Linked DNA regions of Sander lucioperca: region 1 is linked to region 2. The links are chromatin contacts, called in public Hi-C maps. All regions are on one chromosome and are shown on one strand. Each heading gives the region's core, a stretch centred on a gene start, on an enhancer-like site or on the middle of the called end of the contact. The rest is flanking DNA. Distances are from core to core; before and after follow the strand shown. Region 1 holds the start of fam3c (protein FAM3C). Region 2 holds the start of LOC118494026 (extracellular matrix protein 2).

Evidence for each region. Hi-C and Micro-C count contacts between places; a contact is called where the count stands out from the background.
Region 1: a Hi-C map of liver shows a contact between it and region 2, with 7 times the contacts expected there. The contact joins the promoter of fam3c here to the promoter of LOC118494026 in region 2. A contact is called at or near these places in 2 of 2 Hi-C or Micro-C datasets (liver and muscle).

The regions. Positions count from the first base shown.
Region 1 is chr20:8,510,618-8,513,727 of SLUC_FBN_1.2, forward strand. fam3c (protein FAM3C) reads right to left here and starts at 1,594. Exons shown (of 10, transcript XM_035996158.1): 1 at 1,460-1,594; 2 at 909-994; 3 at 684-788; 4 at 362-388; 5 at 1-5. The coding sequence starts at 924. It overlaps LOC116060119 (a long non-coding RNA gene), which reads left to right. Exons shown (of 3, transcript XR_004107440.2): 1 at 1-60.
Region 2 is chr20:8,379,190-8,382,294 of SLUC_FBN_1.2, forward strand. LOC118494026 (extracellular matrix protein 2) reads right to left here and starts at 1,511. Exons shown (of 3, transcript XM_035996340.1): 1 at 1,162-1,511; 2 at 1-881. The coding sequence starts at 1,228.

The sequences.
Region 1 (3,110 bases), core at 344-2,843, 130 kb after region 2:
TGCTGCTGTGAAGAGAGAAAACTCCATTTACACAACAAGAACCAGGTAGCACAATATCGGGTAACAAGTGGTCCGATTACATAAGCCTATCCACAAACAGGTGCAGACACAGAACAAAAAGCAACATGAACTCTACCAAAAGGAATCTATTTACACTCTAAATAACGAGCACTAAGCTAAACACAAACCTTAAACTGTGTAGTTCTTTTCTATTGTCTGTGTGACACATGCTAATTATTACCATTCTTGTGTTAACTGGTATAGAACGATAATGAAAAAAGGGAGAACATGTATCAACGGTATCAGTCATTGAGAAGACAAAGCAAAAAAAAAAAAGAAATAATAATTTAAGCACACTTACAGACTTCATTCACTGGCATAGATCTTGCTGAAAAGCAGAAAAGAGAAGATGTCTAACAAGAGTTCCCGTAGGCACATCAATGGTAGTCATTTAAATGCAGCTCTGTGGGTAAAATCCCTTCCCTAAACACGTATTGCAACCCTTACTCTAAGGCAGAAAGGAAGCATATTTGGTTCCTGTAATGCCAACACAATCTACATCTCTCACAGTAACTGATTGAATAGGTGACATTGTTCCTTTACAACTGATCCTCGACCACTCCCTTTGTACAGCTGCTTAGGTCGATATCTGACGTTGTGATCTTGCACGAAATGTTACTCACAAATCACACTGCTCAGTTTGAAGTCGAGGTTGATCTCTAGCAGCTGAAAAGCCAGAAAGACAGCTAGGAGGAATGCAAAGATGAGCGCTGCAAACTTCAAAACACCTGAAAAAGTAATAGATAAGATACTAAGATAGATAGGATTTAGGATATTTTAAGTGTTATAACGTTATTATTGTGTATAACGTTAGCTACTGTATATATTTTAAAGAGGGACACACTTACCGCCAGTCCTGACCATCTTCGCCTCCAGCCAGTTTTTCCACAACTAACAACCTGTGGTGTTAAAACAATTTGTCAATTTTAACGATGTGACTCCGCGGTCTACAGGAGAAAGAGAGGGGTGTGTGCATCATAGCAATAGAGTGACGTTAACTTTAGCTGGCGACGGTACGCTGGCTGCTAATAGTCGAAATAAGATAATGCTAATGCCACAGAAAGATAGTTGCGTATTTTGAAGTCACTTTAGCTTTGAATTAGTAATTACAATGCACTAGCTAGGTTGTTATGATCCATTTTCTCAGCGTTAGTTGACTGTTTCATACTGTAACGTTACATAGCGTGGAAGCTACATTTTGAAAAGCTAACTAGCGTGAACGGTTTTATTTAAGTTGAAACCTACGTTACGATGATTCTTCTGCTGTATAACTTCCTCATCTCTGCCTACGTGTGCTATCTGACACCGAAATAACCCAAATGGGAATTCAATTGTAATATTAATTTGGAAGTAGCGTTAAAAAGTATATTTTAGATGAATGCTCACACCTTGCTTAACATTACCTGTTCAATTGCCACGGTAACCACGAAACCCTCGGTCTGACTACCGAAACCCTAAACTGACAACATTCGTGTAATGACAGCTGAACTGAGATGGTTAGAGGGCGAAGAGACGGCAGGATGCTCCACTCCGTCGAAAAAAACAAAGACGAACAAGCAGGCAGATCTGTACAGTGGGATTTAGTTATTGTGTTTTTTAGTAGCCACAAAGCAGAAGAGCAAGTTATGAAAACGTCGTTTAAAAATCTAATCAAATCTTGACATGAAATATCAAGTTCACGATGACCAGATCATTAATACAATTATAATAGAGCAAAAATAAACGAAAACAACACATGTACAAGTCTAAATTTAGATTAGAGGTTATTTCATTCATTTTTTAAAGTTAGTGTTGTTAGTTAGAGTATTTGTTGTTGCACTTGCATAATATGCCACCAATAAAAGTATTAGTTTCTTTGTTCTCCACAATCAATCCATGTTGAATATTTTTGAATGTATTTATTGTAGAATAATGTTCTTACTATTTGCAGGTAAATATAATAAGAATGTAAAAGGTTTCCATAAGAGACCAAGTGTGTTTTGGTGTATAGCCTACTTATTTAGCTTAAGCCATAAGATAGTTAGGGTCACAGTGGCCTCGAGCAAAGTACATTGAGTAATAATAACAAGTGAAACAGGAGCAGAATGTACCGCTTCGCGTGAGAGCAAATGAAGACGAGACACAGCACAGTGGCCTCGACCCTGGTGTGTGTCGTGTGAAGATAACACTCCCTGTGCTGGAGAAAAGAGGGGGGGCCCAAGAAAGAAAGTATGATAAGAGATGAGGGGAAGTATAGAACGGGGCTCACACCCCCAACATTATTCTGAATGAAGAAGCCAATTATAAAAACATGACCACATTTTTTTGACAAATACATACGATGAACTTTCTTTTTATTTAGTATCTCTTGAATTGATAGGCTTATATATTTAGAATTTTGAAGTGTAGCCTAGTTCTCTGTATATGGTGAATTATACTTATTTGGTTCTTAAAGCAATGATCCCTTTATGTGTAAAGCACATTCAAAAGTATTTTATCCACATTGTAAATTAACATGTGAGATTTGATAATTGCAAAATTGCAACAGCCCAACATGGGAAATCAAGATCAAAGTCTCGCAAATTCAACATTAGGTAATCGTTTAGCAATAGTTTTACTTCTGCTTGGTCTTTTGAAAATCATGGTTTTGATATAAGAATGGAATAAATAGTAGTCTCGGTGGCCTAATATTGCATGTAGCCTAGGCCTAGGTTATAAGCCATCTCGCTGCATTTTTCTTTCACTCTGCAAGAGTGGGCAGGTTTTATACGAGTGAGACATCCTGTTAATGACTGATCTTTGTTGTTACACCGACTTCCTCCTTTTTCTTCTTCTCTGTTCACGAAACAGATGGAAGACGTTACAGCGCCCCCAGTGTCCTCTCATGGACAGTTTGTTAGAGATGTTTATAATACATATATACCCTATTACAGTGGTTCTCAAACTTTTTTCAATATTGTACCCGCTCTGAACAGCCTTTTTAAGCCAAGTACCCCCTGACCACCGCAAAACAGTTTTGGTAGAAAAAAAAGTCTATAGAAAGAGGTACAATACAGCGCCGGCAGTGATAG
Region 2 (3,105 bases), core at 261-2,760:
AGGACTCTGCAACACCTCAGTGAGGAGATCTTCAAGCAGCAAGACGGACCTCCCCTCGCCAGGAAGCCCTGTTGAGACTGAGATGGGATTGATTGTTGTGGGATTGGGAAGAGTGACAGACGGAGAGAAGTGAGGACTGACTTTGTTGTGAGGAGTGGGAGGGTGAGCGGAGACCTGCGTGGGTGATGGAGGGACATTATGATGATGAACAGGATGAGGAAACTCAGGAGGACTTTGAGACTGAGTGATAGTAGAGGATGTGATTAAAGGAGGTGTGAGATCGCTAACTACCTTGTGATCTTCCTTTTCTCTTACTAATTCGCTGTGGTTTGCATTTTTTATCATCTCACCCTCTTCGGCTATTTTCTCTCTTTCCTCATTTCCTCTTTTCTCTTCCACATTTTCTTGATTTACAGTTAACATGTTTTCCCCTCTAGTCCCTTTATGAAGACTAATCCCTGCAACCAGCTTGCTCTCTCTTTCCTCTTCCACTATTTCTTGCTTGCTCTTAAACTGCTCATCTGTCTCGTCATCTGTTTTTATCGCCTCCCATGTTTTTGTGTTGCCGGTCAGGATTGCTTTTACTGTCTCCTCATTTGACTCTGTTTTCTCTGATTCTATGACAAGATTGAGTCCATGTTCTCTCCTCCCCACTTCTCTATCTGTATCTAAATCTGTCACTATGTCAGCAACAGAGAATTCCTCTGTTTTTGTTTGAGTCAATCCTTCCCTCCTCTGTTCCTCCTCTGTTTTCTTTCCCTCAGTGGATTCTGCAGCGTTTTCTTTCTCCTCCACTGATATGGAAACATCTCTCAGCTGCTCACTCCTCATGTCAGACTGGTGGTCTCTGTCCAGCCCAGCTATCTGGGTGACTGTCAGTCCTACAGTTCAAAACAAGAGGGCAACCACTTAGTTCACATCTGTTATTCTTAATTCTAAACCAAAATCAAGTTGCAAACAAGTAACATGTTAGCATTGCAACAGTTAGCATTCCCTTTGAAAGGCTCATAACATAATTAGCATGGAAGTGTTTACGACATGACCTGTTTTTAGGACTGTGATAATAAGTAAGAGATTACTACATTTTTCACTTCAAAATGGTTACTAAAATAGATTTAGTTGGATGCTGGAAATGGTACGTTGGCCTAATGTTATACTTACCGGGTTGCAAAACATGAGAATATCCAGAAACTGTGAGGAACATAAGCAGCAGTGTGAGCACTTCCATTGTATCTGTTGAAAGGCACGGGGGGTGGATTTGAGATGAGAATAAATCATATCAATAATCATTAAATATTTTTATTATCTTTCACTGGTTTTTAACCATGATGTTCTGTTTGGGGTCTTGGAGATCCTGGGCGCTCTATCAGCTTGAAAAAACATACTTTTATCAGTTTGATACTTCATGACTTTTTCTAAAAAGAATTGCTTGTAAACATGATTTTGAATTGATGAAATGTTTCAGAATTCCACTACAGAAAATGTACATTACTTCTGTTCGGAGTCTCAAAGATCACTGCTGTAAATAAATAAATACAATTCATCAAATCTATTTGGAGTTCTGTTGTTGGACATTATTGGACAAAGCCCAAATTACGTACTGTAACATGAAATATAGCTATAATGCTTCATAGCTCTGTATTTTTGTCAACTTCCTCAAATGTGCAAGCTCAGTTTGAGTCAAAGGAAGGGTTACCACTTCACTACTTACCTACATATTGGAAAAGAAGAAAAAGATTGATTTTGCAATTATTAGCTTTAAATATACAGCAATGGGGTGTGTGGGAAGTAAATCAAATGTCCAACAAAAAATAAGGGTTAAAAGACATTAGAATACAGCCCAAACTAAAACATATGAAAAGTTTCACGTAATACATTAAGCTTGATTTATGAGTGTTGCTTACCTGGCGTGTATGCAGCCTCCTTATGTGTCAAAGCTGAGTTCCTGCATTTATCCAGTTGACTCTACACTGACATCTCTGTACGGACTGAGAGGATCCAGAAGAAATGGTTGCAACCTTTAAACTGCACACATATGACTTTAATGATAGTGGCCCTCTCCGTAATGGAGAGTTTTCACACACACAGCTAATGACTCCTAAAATGCCTTTATCTGGAAGAGGATTCTCACACTTACCCTCAACGTCAGAGGAATCTGAAGGATCAATAGCGGGAAAGAAGGGCAACTTTAGGGGAAGAGGGGTCAGAGGTGACTGTTGGTTTTTACAGTGGCTACTGTTTGCTCCGCTGTGGGGAGACATTAACATCCCAGTGGTTGTATGGGGGTGACAAGTAGCTCCTGGAAACTGCTTGGCCTTTGACCCATATGCTGATATTCTTCTGTATGTCAGGAAGTCTGGGGACTGCTTATGCTATAGAAATGTGGTTCTTGTTAAGGTTTGGTTGTGTTTTGTTATGTTCTATTCCTTAAAGTGTAATGGGATTTTGAATAAGCTTTATTGGGTTTATGTAAGGAATGGGGGAAAAAAATACATTTAGTCTATTATGACTGGTCTACTGCACTGTTAGAAAAGTTTGTAGAAATACGAGCTAATATACTGTGTTAATATGAAGGAATTTTCTGTAATGATTTTTCACAGGTGTTTTTCCATATTTAGATTTTTGGATTAACAGAAATGTCTGTTAAGGCACAGAGGATATACTGTAAATCTACAGAATTTTCTATTTTTGGATTAACAGAAATGTCCGTAAACCTAACGGAAAAGGTACTGATAATTTAAGACATCATTTTGTCTGGCGAACAGTGTAAACCCCCTAAGAATGTGCAATTTACAATTATATAAAGAAAAGCAGAAAATCCTCAAATTTGAGAAGCTGAAACCATCTTCATTCATCAGATTTAAGCAGTTTTGTGTTTTTCTCTTCAGTTACTTAGATTTGCTATTCATGCTGTCTTCCAAATGCATTTATACCAACAAAAAGCATATAATTTATGACACCGCAGATGTCATAGTTTTCAAACACATGCTTTCTTTTCTTCTCAGCTGTGCTATCTATATTTATGTGGTCAGAAAAAGTGTACATCTAGTTCCAGCAATCAGACACTCTTATTCTTCTCTTCTCTTCTCAGAATATCAAGTTCTT